Linked DNA regions of Mus musculus: region 2 is linked to region 1. The links are chromatin contacts, called in public Hi-C maps. All regions are on one chromosome and are shown on one strand. Each heading gives the region's core, a stretch centred on a gene start, on an enhancer-like site or on the middle of the called end of the contact. The rest is flanking DNA. Distances are from core to core; before and after follow the strand shown.

Evidence for each region. Hi-C and Micro-C count contacts between places; a contact is called where the count stands out from the background.
Region 2: a Hi-C map of adipose-derived mesenchymal stem cells shows a contact between it and region 1, with 2.2 times the contacts expected there. The contact joins two enhancer-like sites. A contact is called at or near these places in 3 of 484 Hi-C or Micro-C datasets (adipose-derived mesenchymal stem cells, cortical neurons and muscle stem cells).

Annotation. Positions count from the first base shown.
Region 1 is chr14:105,666,684-105,672,623 of GRCm38.p6, reverse strand. No RefSeq gene overlaps it. Among named protein-coding and RNA genes, the nearest start is that of Gm6145, 26 kb to the right of the region's middle. Within about 2 kb of position 3,398, at least 84 of the 459 cell types and tissues checked have an H3K27ac peak or open chromatin away from gene starts, as enhancers often do. A contact at or near this core is called in adipose-derived mesenchymal stem cells, where this site is marked.
Region 2 is chr14:105,997,277-106,003,145 of GRCm38.p6, reverse strand. No RefSeq gene overlaps it. Among named protein-coding and RNA genes, the nearest start is that of Spry2, 100 kb to the right of the region's middle. Within about 2 kb of position 3,120, at least 25 of the 459 cell types and tissues checked have an H3K27ac peak or open chromatin away from gene starts, as enhancers often do. A contact at or near this core is called in adipose-derived mesenchymal stem cells, where this site is marked.

The DNA.
Region 1 (5,940 bases), core at 2,149-4,648:
TTGTTTCCTCCTCTTTCCTTTTGTTTTCAGATAAACTTTTGAGTACTCTTTGAGTAATTTCTCAGAAGACGTGTGTAAATGTTAGGAGTGTGCTAAAAACATTTGATAAATGTTCTGTGAACTAAAGTCCTGTTAGTCAACTTGTGAATGGATAAGGCAGAGTGCAGAGGAAGTAGCTCAGGAGTCAGAGAGCACGATGATGGGAAAAATAAAATTGGGTGAGAGGCAGAAATGTAGACAGACATCACGTAGCACCAGGATGTCTGATTAGATGGAAGGAAAGAAGCATTGACTAATGAAGAGTTGGTAACTGGGACAGCAGTACTTAAAGAGAATAAGAACGGAATCTGGAGATAAAGGAAGGAATGAAAAGCGTGAGTAGTTTATCCAGGGGAAACCCAAGGATGGCTAACTGTGTCCAGTGTTCAGTTGCTGGCAATAAAGCTGGACACTTGGTCACGGGGACAGGTCAGAAGCCTCGATGTTATGTCAGAGCAAGACTATGCAAGGTTAATTTGATCCTGATTAATCTGAGCTGCTAAGATAGTATTCCTTTATTTTCTTCTAATTACAAAAGAATAGTTTTCCTCTTCTGTAATTTGGTTTAACCTCTTGATGAGATTTAAGTGGTGAGTTGAAAAATGTTCGGTTGGGGAGTGGTGCTAATGATTTTAGCAAGAAACAAACATCTGAGGAGAACAAAGATGCTGTAACGAGGAGAAAAATGTTCAAAGGAGGATGAAAATCCCATGAATTAGAAATAGAGTTGATAGTTATCTGAACTTTAAAAACTACCTGATTTCTATCAATTTCTATACATGTGTCTGACTTGTTTATCATCATCTTATTTTGAGGAATGAAAATAAAGCATCAAAATGTGTATGGGATTTCGCATAAATTATCATCATGAACTAGTTTCTAAAGACAGCAAAACATTCTACTTAATGTTTGAAATTGAGATGACGTGCCTTATAGATGACACTATTAGGTAAATCTAAAAGTAACTTTGCATATCGATCCCCATGATCTAGTTAGAATAAAAATATATTTTTCTTTATTTTGCCTTAATGAGCAGAACATTTGTGATAATAGTAACCAGAATTCTACTTTTCTCTGAATGCATCTTCAGAAGAGAAAGTACAGCACCAAGATAAAAAGGTCCTTGCTCCATGTAGGTCATGTGATGGAGGCCAATAACCAGGCAGTCCTGCTTAGGAGGAGCAAGACCTGTGATACTTGATCCAATCAGGAACCAAGGTTATGAGTTGGTGACTCCAGCAACAGAGTTGGGAAGTCCTGCTCAGAGGCTCAGCACTACGCTCCATCTTTTCTGTGCAGGAATGGGAGGTGCTGCATACCTGAGCCCCTTCTAGGCAGAAGAATGCTAATTCTTGAGACTATCCTCTTTAGGACCCTGTGTGGTGGTTTGAATATGCTTGGCCCACGGAAAGTGCACTATGAGGAGGCCTTATTGGAGGAGGTGTGGCCTTGTTAGAGGAAGTTTGTCACTGTGGAGGCATGGCTTTGAGGTCTCATATGTATGTTTAAGTCTGGTCACTATGATTCAGAGTCTTCTGATAACCTGCAGATGCAGAACCCTCGGCGCCTCCAGCACCATGCCTGCCTAAAAGCTGCCTTGGTTTTCATGGACTGGTCCTCTGAACCTGTAAGCCAACTCCAATGAAATGTTGTCCTTTAAAAGAGTTGCCTTGGTCATGCTGTCTCTTCACAGCAATGGAAACCCTAAGAAGATGGGAAGAGTGAAAAGCAGGTATCTGATTGATTCCTTTTGTTTGTTCGTAGAGGCTTTTCACAAAGACCGTTCTGACTGGCAGAAGTGGATTGGTAAGAATCAGTAATACAGACTGCTCAATGTGAAAGGAACCTTAAAAGGGTGGACCAGGAGGAGCAAGCAAGCAGAGCCTTTGTAAAACACTCCTAACAAATGGTTGAGTATACAACAATCTGTGTAAGAAGCTTAATATGATAAAGAATATCTGGATATAGTCTCTCCAGATATATGCTGTACACACAAACCTGCCATGTAAGCTAGCTGGATATTGAAAGAAAAAAGTGAAATGATGTCATAATTTTGACATTTGCGTATGATCCCCTACCAAAGGCTACACAGCATACATTGTATAATGCTAAGAGCTACAATTCATAAATATATCAACTATAGATAAAATGTTTTAAGAAACAAAACCATGTCCTCTAATGATTTTCTTTGTAAGTATAAAGGAACAGAAACAACAATAAATTAAACTCACAAATTAAAAAGACCAACTAAAGTAGGCAAGACAAGCTGTAGGAAAAATATATTTAAGATATAGATGAGCTTTCTTCTCCTTATTAGCTGAATTCCTTCCCTTCGAGGTTCCAAATAGTTGCCTTAGGAACCATTTATCTGCAACATTTGAGTGAGAATCTCCTAAATATCATGGGAGTTACACTGTTTCCATATTCCATTAGTATCTTCTTTCTAAAGTGTGGTCTCCTATGGCAAGTGTCTTCTGTAAGTGGCATCCCTAGTGTCTAATTCAGCACAGGCTACTCAAGAACGTGTCATTAAGTAAACATTTGAATAAATAAGTTCTGAGGCTGAGGCAGGAGGATTGCCATGAATTCAAGGTCAGCATGAATTACATAGTGAGACCCTTTTCTAAAAGCATAAGAATAGGTCAGGTATTTCCAGTCTCTGCAAAGGTCTGGAATGTTCTACCATCTTGCCCAATCCAGGTAAAATCGGTTTACTGACCACTGCCCCACCCCGACCCCCACGACTTTTACATCCCAAAGCCTTAATGTCAGCTTCTCACTTCATGGTGGCATGGTAGCTAAGACAGGTCTGGTTGTGTTGATCTATTTGTATGGTTATGTCTCAGAAGTAGGACAAAGATGGGAACAGGAGAAAATGACAGCAGTTAAAATTACTATCCTTTCAGATTTGTCATGAGAATAAAAACCCAGCATTATATATATATAACAGTTTAAAAGTTCTAATGTATTATATAGAAAGGTAAATGGTGGATAAATAGATAGAGATCTTGAAAAAATATGTATTCTTGAACTATCTTGTCAAATATACCAAATTTTACCCCAAGACCTCTTTTCATTCTTAACTTTTCAGTACAGAGAATTCTCAAAGTCTGAAAGACAAACACAAATCATAACTTAATAGCAATGACATTAAAATTTTTCCTTACATCTAACCTTGACTAATTCTCACATGGATTTCAGAAATATGAATAATGTCTTCATGCAATTCAGGCAGGCACAGAAAATAGGTGCCATTATTTCTGTTCTAATGACAGATTTTGAGGTTAGGGTGACTCATGAACAGCTGAGCAGCCAGTCAGTAGAAGAAACCAAAATAGCACGGAAACGCCTCCATTCCCACCCCACGCTCAAACCTCGGCTCAAACCTCGAGTGCACCCTCCGCGGGAGATGAGGGAAGCGTGATGCCTATGAAGAGCTTCCTGCAAGTTAATGAGCTGAAGCTATCCCTGGTGGCCATCCCTGAGCGCAGCGCACTCTCAGACAATCTGGCAGGAAGAGAGGGGAGAGAGAGGCAAGAAAAGCAAGCCCCTGCCCAGCCAAGCTCGATTGGTTTTAGGCAGGAGGCTTCATTTATCTTGAGCTGACTCATTTTCAAAAATCCTAGCTAATCAGAATTAATGTGCCCCGGCCAAGGTAACCCTGAAATGAAGTCTATTTGGTAAATGAGATGGGTTCACTTCAGCCTGCTTGACTCTGAAGGGAAAAACCAACCAAATAAATAAACACAATTTTTATGAGAGAGGGTTCTGTATGCACAAGGAAAGAGTAGTGAGGAGTGCTTTCCTAGTAAGATCTGTACCTAAACTATTTTTTGCAAATAATTAAAGTAGAATATAGCGGATAGAAGTCTTTGATGGTACAAAGGGATTAATTGGAGGACTTCTTCTGGAGCTTCATAGAATTCTCAGAATAGTTAAGGAACTTAATGGGAAATGACTTTAATCTGTTTTTTTTTAAATCTGTCTTATAATACAGACAAAATGGCCTTAAGTAGAGGGATCAAAACGTAACATCTGTAAGGTGTTTTAATAAGTTCAGATGCACTTGTCCCTCCACCATCCAATTCAAATACTAATAATGTCCGGTGCAAACACGGGTTTCCAGGACCCACAGCTATGCTCCTTCGCACCTCCGCTGGAGCTGGAGGGAGGCTTGCCTACCTTTCTGACTGAGGCTGCCTTTATGATTCTAACAGGCTGGATCCTAAGGGTCATTTAACAACTAGTTTTCTCTACACTGAGTCCCTTTTCTTGGTGCTGCTGCCCACTGCAGCCCACACTCACAAACACAGGAAAAGCAGAGGTAGAGAACCTTTGCCTCCTGCACTGTTCCTTCCCACCCCGTCCTTCCATCCCGCACAACTGGCTCCTCCATCTGCACATCACTGATCCAACTCAGGTCTGTCTGTTGTGTTATCAGTTCCTGGTATTTTCTTTATTGTCATTAATCTTACTATCCCCTGATATTAAACCTGTACAAGCTGTCTTGACGTTTCCGAAAGATACTCTTTATCTCCAGTGAAAAACAAATCCAGATCAAATCATCTATGCCACTGGATGTGAGGAGAAAAACGTAGGAATAGAGAGATACTTCAGTGACACAATGTAACCCCGTTTAAACTCACATGTCCCTGTACATGTCCCTGAGTCTGATACAAAAACTTTAGTTAAAACAGGAAGACTGATGACAGGCAAGGCTAGAGAAATCTCTTTACTCCTCCTGTGTGTGTGTGGGCATCCGAATCCCACAGTTCTGCAGATTTAGAAGGTTCTGTTTGACGGTGATTAGAGTTTTTGGTGCATTGGTCACAGACCTTGTACACAGCACGTTTCTCAGGGCATTGTGATCTCAATTCCTTGGGTGAACTCAGACAAAATATTTCTAAGGTAAACTTTTCATAGGAGAATTTGAAAAGTGTGACACTATTTCAGGGCAATGTGGCAGGTTGGGTTGGATGGCATCCAGGAGTCCCACAGTCTGTGTATTTGATATGCACAAGAGGGACTGGTCTAGAACATTTCCTTATCCTGTGGACTAATGCAACAGAAAATGTTTCCATGGCACATTGGTCTATTTCAAAGCCCCTGTATCCACAGGGTTTGAGAATAATTTATTTCTGTCTGGAAACTATAGGCAATTGTGAATTTTGAACAATGTAAATAATGTTCTTTTAAATGTGACTAAGTTAAGCTCTAAAAATGTGAGTGTATTTGAAGTAGTTCCCTGGAAGTATAAACGTTTGTGTTGTTGTTTGTTTATTTGTTTTTTATTTGTTTTGGTTTTGAGACAAGTCTCATTGTGAATGTCACACTGGCTTAGAATTTTTGTCCCCCTCATCTACCCTTGCCAGTACTGACTTATTATTGTGTCCCATCACCTATAATTTAGAAAAGGGTAGATTCTTAAGACAAACTTTTACTTCATATTTTTCCCCAGCACTGCTAAAATAATCAGAAAATTATTGAGGCTAACACAGCACCAACTGAACTCTCTGGCTTCTGTGCATCTCAAGAGAGAGTTTGATGCAAGGAAGAATGGTCAGAAGTGTGTATGATGGATGGAAGCCAAGTGAGACATACTCTCTTGGAAGAAAAAGCTGTCACCAATAAATCTCCAGAAACCTGCACTGGAACTCATGAGCCAAGATGAGAGGTTGTTCGAGAAGCTTCAGAGTACCCCAATGATGAATTCCATAATGAATAACATAGCATTTGTGAAAAATACACCGCTCAAACCTACTAAACCTATCACAGCATCTTCTCCCATTGCGCCTTTCCTCCTTGTTTTTCTCCCCTTCCTCATTTCTTTTGAAAAAATATGGAATCAGTTTCCTCATTTCATTCACTTAATTCTAACAGTGTTTCACCTGTGTTTTCCAT
Region 2 (5,869 bases), core at 1,871-4,370, 330 kb before region 1:
GGGGCATGGTTGCGAGGGGCTATCTACAGACATTCTCTCTGCCAAAAAAGAAAAAAGGGGGAATTGTGGGGAGCGGGTGTGGCGGCAGTCCCAAAGGCGCCAGGGACTGCAGCTAAGTCATATGACTTGCACCTGACTTCCTCATATAAGACACAAACATCTTGAGTGCTGCGCAGGTGTACCAGGATACAGGTGAATCCAATTTGGTGGAGATTTGCCCCTGCTGCCCTGATTAGCTGAAGCCTCGTGACTGGCGAGGGGGTGTGGCCTGCTGTGCGTGGATGGGAACTGAGAGTATAAAAGAGTGAGAGGCCCAGGGTTCGGGGGAGATATAAAAACAAGGGAGATATAAACAAGGGAGATATAAACAAGAAGAAACAGGACTGAATAAATGTGTGCAGAAGGATCCTGTAGCAGCGTCATTCTTCCTGGCCAGTTGAGCGCACGCAAGAATGTCATCCTTGATTCTTGTTCCTATACCATTTTTGAAGGTCGCTGATTTTATAACAAACTAAAATTTCAAAACTTTCTACTTTTTAATCACCTTTTTCTTTACTACATTTGTAAGTAATAAGTGCTTTATACAATCAGACATGATCAATGACCCCGTTTGTCTCTGAAGCATATGCTAAGCTTGCTGGGGTTTACTACATATTACATAGCAAATAAATGCTGCTTGTAGTAGCTTCATTGTTTCATAATATGTTAAAAGGTCATAAGGAAAGACAACAGTCCAGGGTGTGACAACAGCAAGTAGGTATATTGCATGAGAAAAAGATCTTTGAAATAAGAAGGTCTGGAAACTGATGGGTCAGGAGAGTAGAAATACCTTCATAGAAGCAGGCTGAAATCACTTACAGTTTGGCAGGATTAATGTTACCCCAAGAGAACCAGTTGTTAAGTCTTTACTAATTGATGTGACATGGTCTACTGTCCCTAGGTCTGAGGTGACTCCTAGAAGCATGAAAGCCTACTTTTCTGATATCCTTTTTAACTGGACATTCAGGCTTTGCATACCTCCTCACGGCAGACCCCCGTGATACCTGTCAACTTAAAGACATCTAACCATCCCCACGAGTAACAAAAACATATTTCCAATGATGCACTGCCCTCCAAATCCCAGAATCACATAGTCTCCTACTTATACATCTTCATGAAATGTTTACAAGAATATAAATTATATCCATCCAAATATTAGATTTTTCTCACAGTATATTGCTGGATAAGGAAGTGTCAACACCACTTTCAATTGTGCTATCTCATCCCATGCTTCTGTAAGTTGAACATATGTTGTCTCTACTTTCTATTTTCAAATTGCATTTATGTATGTATTATATAATGTATGTATGTATTCGTGTATGTATTTATATATTTATATAGGTATACATGCATTTATGTAGGTATGTCTATATGCATGCATTTATTCATTCATTCACTGTGGGGGAGGGGGTGTGAATAATTTCGGGTGCATGTGAACTGCGGCGTGTCTGAAAATGGCCAGGTACAACTTTTAGGCACAGCTGTTGCTTCTGTTGTCCAACATGCTCCAAGTTAACTGGCCTGAGTGCTTCCTACCCTACTAGTGCGCTGGTCTCCACCTCCCACATCACCATAGGTACCTGGCCTTAAACATTCGCATCACTACACTGTTTTGTTTTAAATGTACCTAGCTTTTTCTTTTTTAACCTGTGTCTAAGAAACCAACTCAGGTCACCATGCTTGGGAAGCAAGCACTCTTACCTGCTGAGCCACCTCCCCAGCACTTGTTTGTTTCTATTTTCTAACTTAGATTTGCCTATTCCATCACACTTTTTATAAAAGTGTACTTCAGATTTCTGGAATAGATCTTACCATCAGTTCTCTCTCCCTCTCTCTCTCTCTCCCTCTCTCTCTCTCTCCCTCTCTCTCTCTCTCCCTCTCTCTCTCTCTCTCATTTAAGATTTATTTATTTATTTTATGAGTATATTGTCTCTGTCTTCAGAGACACCAGAGGAGGGCATTGGATCCCATTTCAGATGGTTGTGAGCCACCATGTGGTTGCTGGGAATTGAACTCAGTACCTCTAGAAGAGCAGTCGGTGCTCTTAACCTGAGCCACCTCTCCAGCCCTTACCGACAGTTTTCTAACTAGTGCCTTTTTGTTTTTCTTCCTTTGCCTTTTGTTTTCTTTTGTTTTTGTTAAAGAGTGATTAAAGCAGAAATGACTGAATGACTGGAAGAAGATCCTACTAATTAGAAATTACTAGTACTACTACTACTATCCAATTTTCAGTATTTCCAGTTAATAGAAATTGTGTGCATGTGAAGTTTCAGGAAAGTAGATGTCATTGTGCATCATGATAACTACCCCCCCCCCAAAAATGAGGATTTTTCCCCTATCTACTAATATCTATGATATTACCATATTGTATCAAACTATCAGTTTGATACTTTCACTCAGGACTTTCGAGCTTGAGGAAGTAGTATAGAAGGACTTCTAGTTATGCTGCTCAGCAACAACACAGCCGAGGGTACCTTTCAGGCCCGAGATGACTGTGACACACGCTGTAATGGTGGTGTACTCTGCATATTGTTCTGATCCACCACCTTGGCTAGCTGACTGCATGCCATTGCTTCTCACAGATTCTGTTTCTACCTTCCTGGTTATAGAAATATTCCTAAATATGTGGAAAATCATATTAAGTTAATTACATGTTGTACTGGTGCCATTGCAAATGTTAATGAACACAGGTCATTAAAGATATCATTATCATCATTTAGAGCAAAATAGTAGGGGTTGTAACCAAAACAAAAATGTGACAGAAAGGAAAGGGTTATTTCTTGGGGAAGGGTTAAAGTTCATAAGGATTTGTTGTTAATTAGGATTTTAATATATCTAAGATGATGTTTTATAGCCTGGCTTTAGCACATGCAAACACAATAAACAAAAAGGAATAATATGAATAAAGTGTTAGGCAGAAGGCTGGGCTGGGTGAGATTTGTGGTGGTGAGAATAATTGCTGCTTTATAGGAGTTGACTGGGGGGCTTTAAGAGAATGCTATGAGAGTCATGGAGTAGACAGATGGATGACTCTGTATGAAATGTCAAGGATAAAGATAGAGAACTGAGTCATCAGGAACTAAACTCATGAGAGGAAATGAGGTCACTCTCAGAGAGTCCACAGCGTGAGAACAGTGGATCGGGAATGGACATCTGGAGGATGCCATAATTTAAGAGATGAGTTAAGGAAGCGAGGTCTAGAAAATAAATCACATCGCTCTGGACCAGTTTCTTTCCTGATGAGATGGCTTGACTTTAATTATTCTGTCTCGTTCCTGCGGTCATGCTGTGCTATTTGAAAATCATTTTCCTTTCCTCAGAGTCTCCTTCTCTTTGGGTAATGATTTTGAATGATTATTATCTGCCTTAGATTCAAACCCCACCTTCTTTTTGGATACCTCTATGAATAATAAATTTCTCATCCCTTTAGGCAATCCTGTCAGAGAGGAAATCTCCAAAGGTAACACAATGAAAAGACTTTCCTGAGTCTAAGACCCCCACACGAATCCTTGTGTTTCTAGATTCTCTACTTTCCCCAGGGCCGTGCAAAACATACAGGCTATGAGAAGTGCAGTCCTAATTCAGAACCAAGTAAGGATGGTTTGAGTCCCAAGGGACACTACCAGTAATTCCCTAAACATCTAGCATTATATTTTTGTCTGTTATCTTATATCAAACAAATGTTGTTAGCTAAAAATGGGCATTGTGTTGAGGCAAAACTTTTTCATCTGCTTTCTAGAATTAATTGTTGCTTTAGAATATGCATCTCCAGTTGACAAATAAGAAATGACTTTTAAAAAAAAAAATTATTTTGGGGTTGGAGAAGGATCAAGGAGAGATTATATATTCCAGAGTCTCAAAATAAACCAGACAATTCCTCATGAATGAAGCATGGGAGGAAAAGAAGGGCAGTACTGCTGGACAGTCAGATAAAGAACACACCTGGGAAAGTAAAATTTCCAACCAGAGATGAAAGTCGTATATTGCCACAAAGTTCTACTCAAGACAAGAGCACTAACGCTCTTCCAGAGGACCCAGGCTTGGTTCCCAGCACCCACAGGGCAGCTCATAGCCATCTATAACTCCAGTTCCAGGGAATCCAATGCCCTTCTCTGACCTCCACAAATACCAGACAGGCACTCATGTAGTACAATGACATACATATAGGCAAAACACTCATACACATAAAGAAATAATATTAAGCTGAGCATGGTGGCACATGCCTTTAATCCCAGCACTCGGGAGGCAGAGGCAGGCGGATTTCTGAGTTCGAGGCCAGCCTGGTCTACAAAGTGAGTTCCAGGACAGCCAGGGCTATACAGAGAAACCCTGTTTGGAAAAAAAAAACAAAAAAAACAAAAAATAATAATATTTAAAAAAAAATACTAGTGGAAAAGGGGGGTAATTTCTTGGGATTATCAGTAACAGAGGAGCTCTTTACAATTTATAAAACATTTTACAGTAAGGATCGCTTCACTTAAAGTCAAAGGTAAAGGGAAATTGCATGGGTGAAACTTGGGGGAGCATAAAGGAACAAAGAGACCAGATAGAAGCATTTAGAATCAATCAAACATCACTGAAACAAGGTCTGTGTCCTGGCCGGTTTTGTGTGTTACCTTGACTCAGGCTAGCGTTATAAAAAAAGGAACCTCCCTTGAGGAAATGCCTCTATGACATCCAGCCGTAAGACATTTTCTCAATTAGTGATCAAGTCTGCATCAGCTCCTGCTTCCTGGCCTCCTTGAGTTCCAGTCCTGACTTCCTCTGGTGAGGAATAGCAATGTGGAAGTGTAAGCTGAATAAACCCTTTCCTCCCCAACTTGCTTCTTGGGCATGATGTTTTTGTACAGGAATACAAACCCTGACTAAAACAGTCTGGAAGGCCAAGGTAGAAAAGGCAGGGAAGAGGACGTTTGTGTCAACTGACCCCAATAGAGATGGAGTCAGAGGAGAACTGCAGTATAGTGGCTGGTGAGGTTATCATCTAGCCATTTAAGTCCATGGCAATAGCTATTCCTATACAGTGATGAGGGAGAACGGCAGAATACACTGTGTTGTTGAAATAATAAGGGAAGAGAAATTATAGGGATTAATCAAACCCTTTGCTTACAAGACAAAATGTGAAGAGGTTTGTTTGTTTTGTTTTCAGGAAGAGATCTGAGCATTGTATTTATGTGACTGGTGTAAAAACTCTCCTTGAGTTGCCAAAATAAATGGGAGAAGGTATTGAGTCTAGAAGGCCAATTTATCTAGACGTTTTAAGAATAGTATAAAAGTTTTGTTCTCCCAATGAGACTTATTCACAGATTAGTGGTAAGGTAGACTTCCCAAAGAACTCACATTTTCTTCACGTGGCAACTGATGGTTGGATAAAGGAAACTGCTGTGGTAGAGGACGAAACCATTAACAGGTGATTTCACAAAATTGTCTTCAGTATCCACTTCCTAAACATAAGCCTATATCTATCTGAAATGCTGTCCCTCCCTCCCAAATGCCATGGCCTCACCATCCTTAATGATATCTACTTGGAAGATAAGCCCAGTGTGCTGTTCTTTACGTCACGAATAGTCTTTAACTATCACTCCCTCCAACAGCCAGTTTACTTTGGTGGGAGAAAACAGTATAACGGCAATGAATCCTCAGAGGTGAGACAGAACAGAATTGAACTCAGAAGTGTTCTCTAATCATTTCCAGAGAAACTGTAACTGGGGAAACTTTCAGTGAAGGATTTCAATGGTCTATCCCCACTCCATTGCACATCTGAGATGAGGCAAGGTCTGACTTCATTGTCTAGTTGCCGGCTGCTTTAGTTTCTGACAGTGTAGAATAA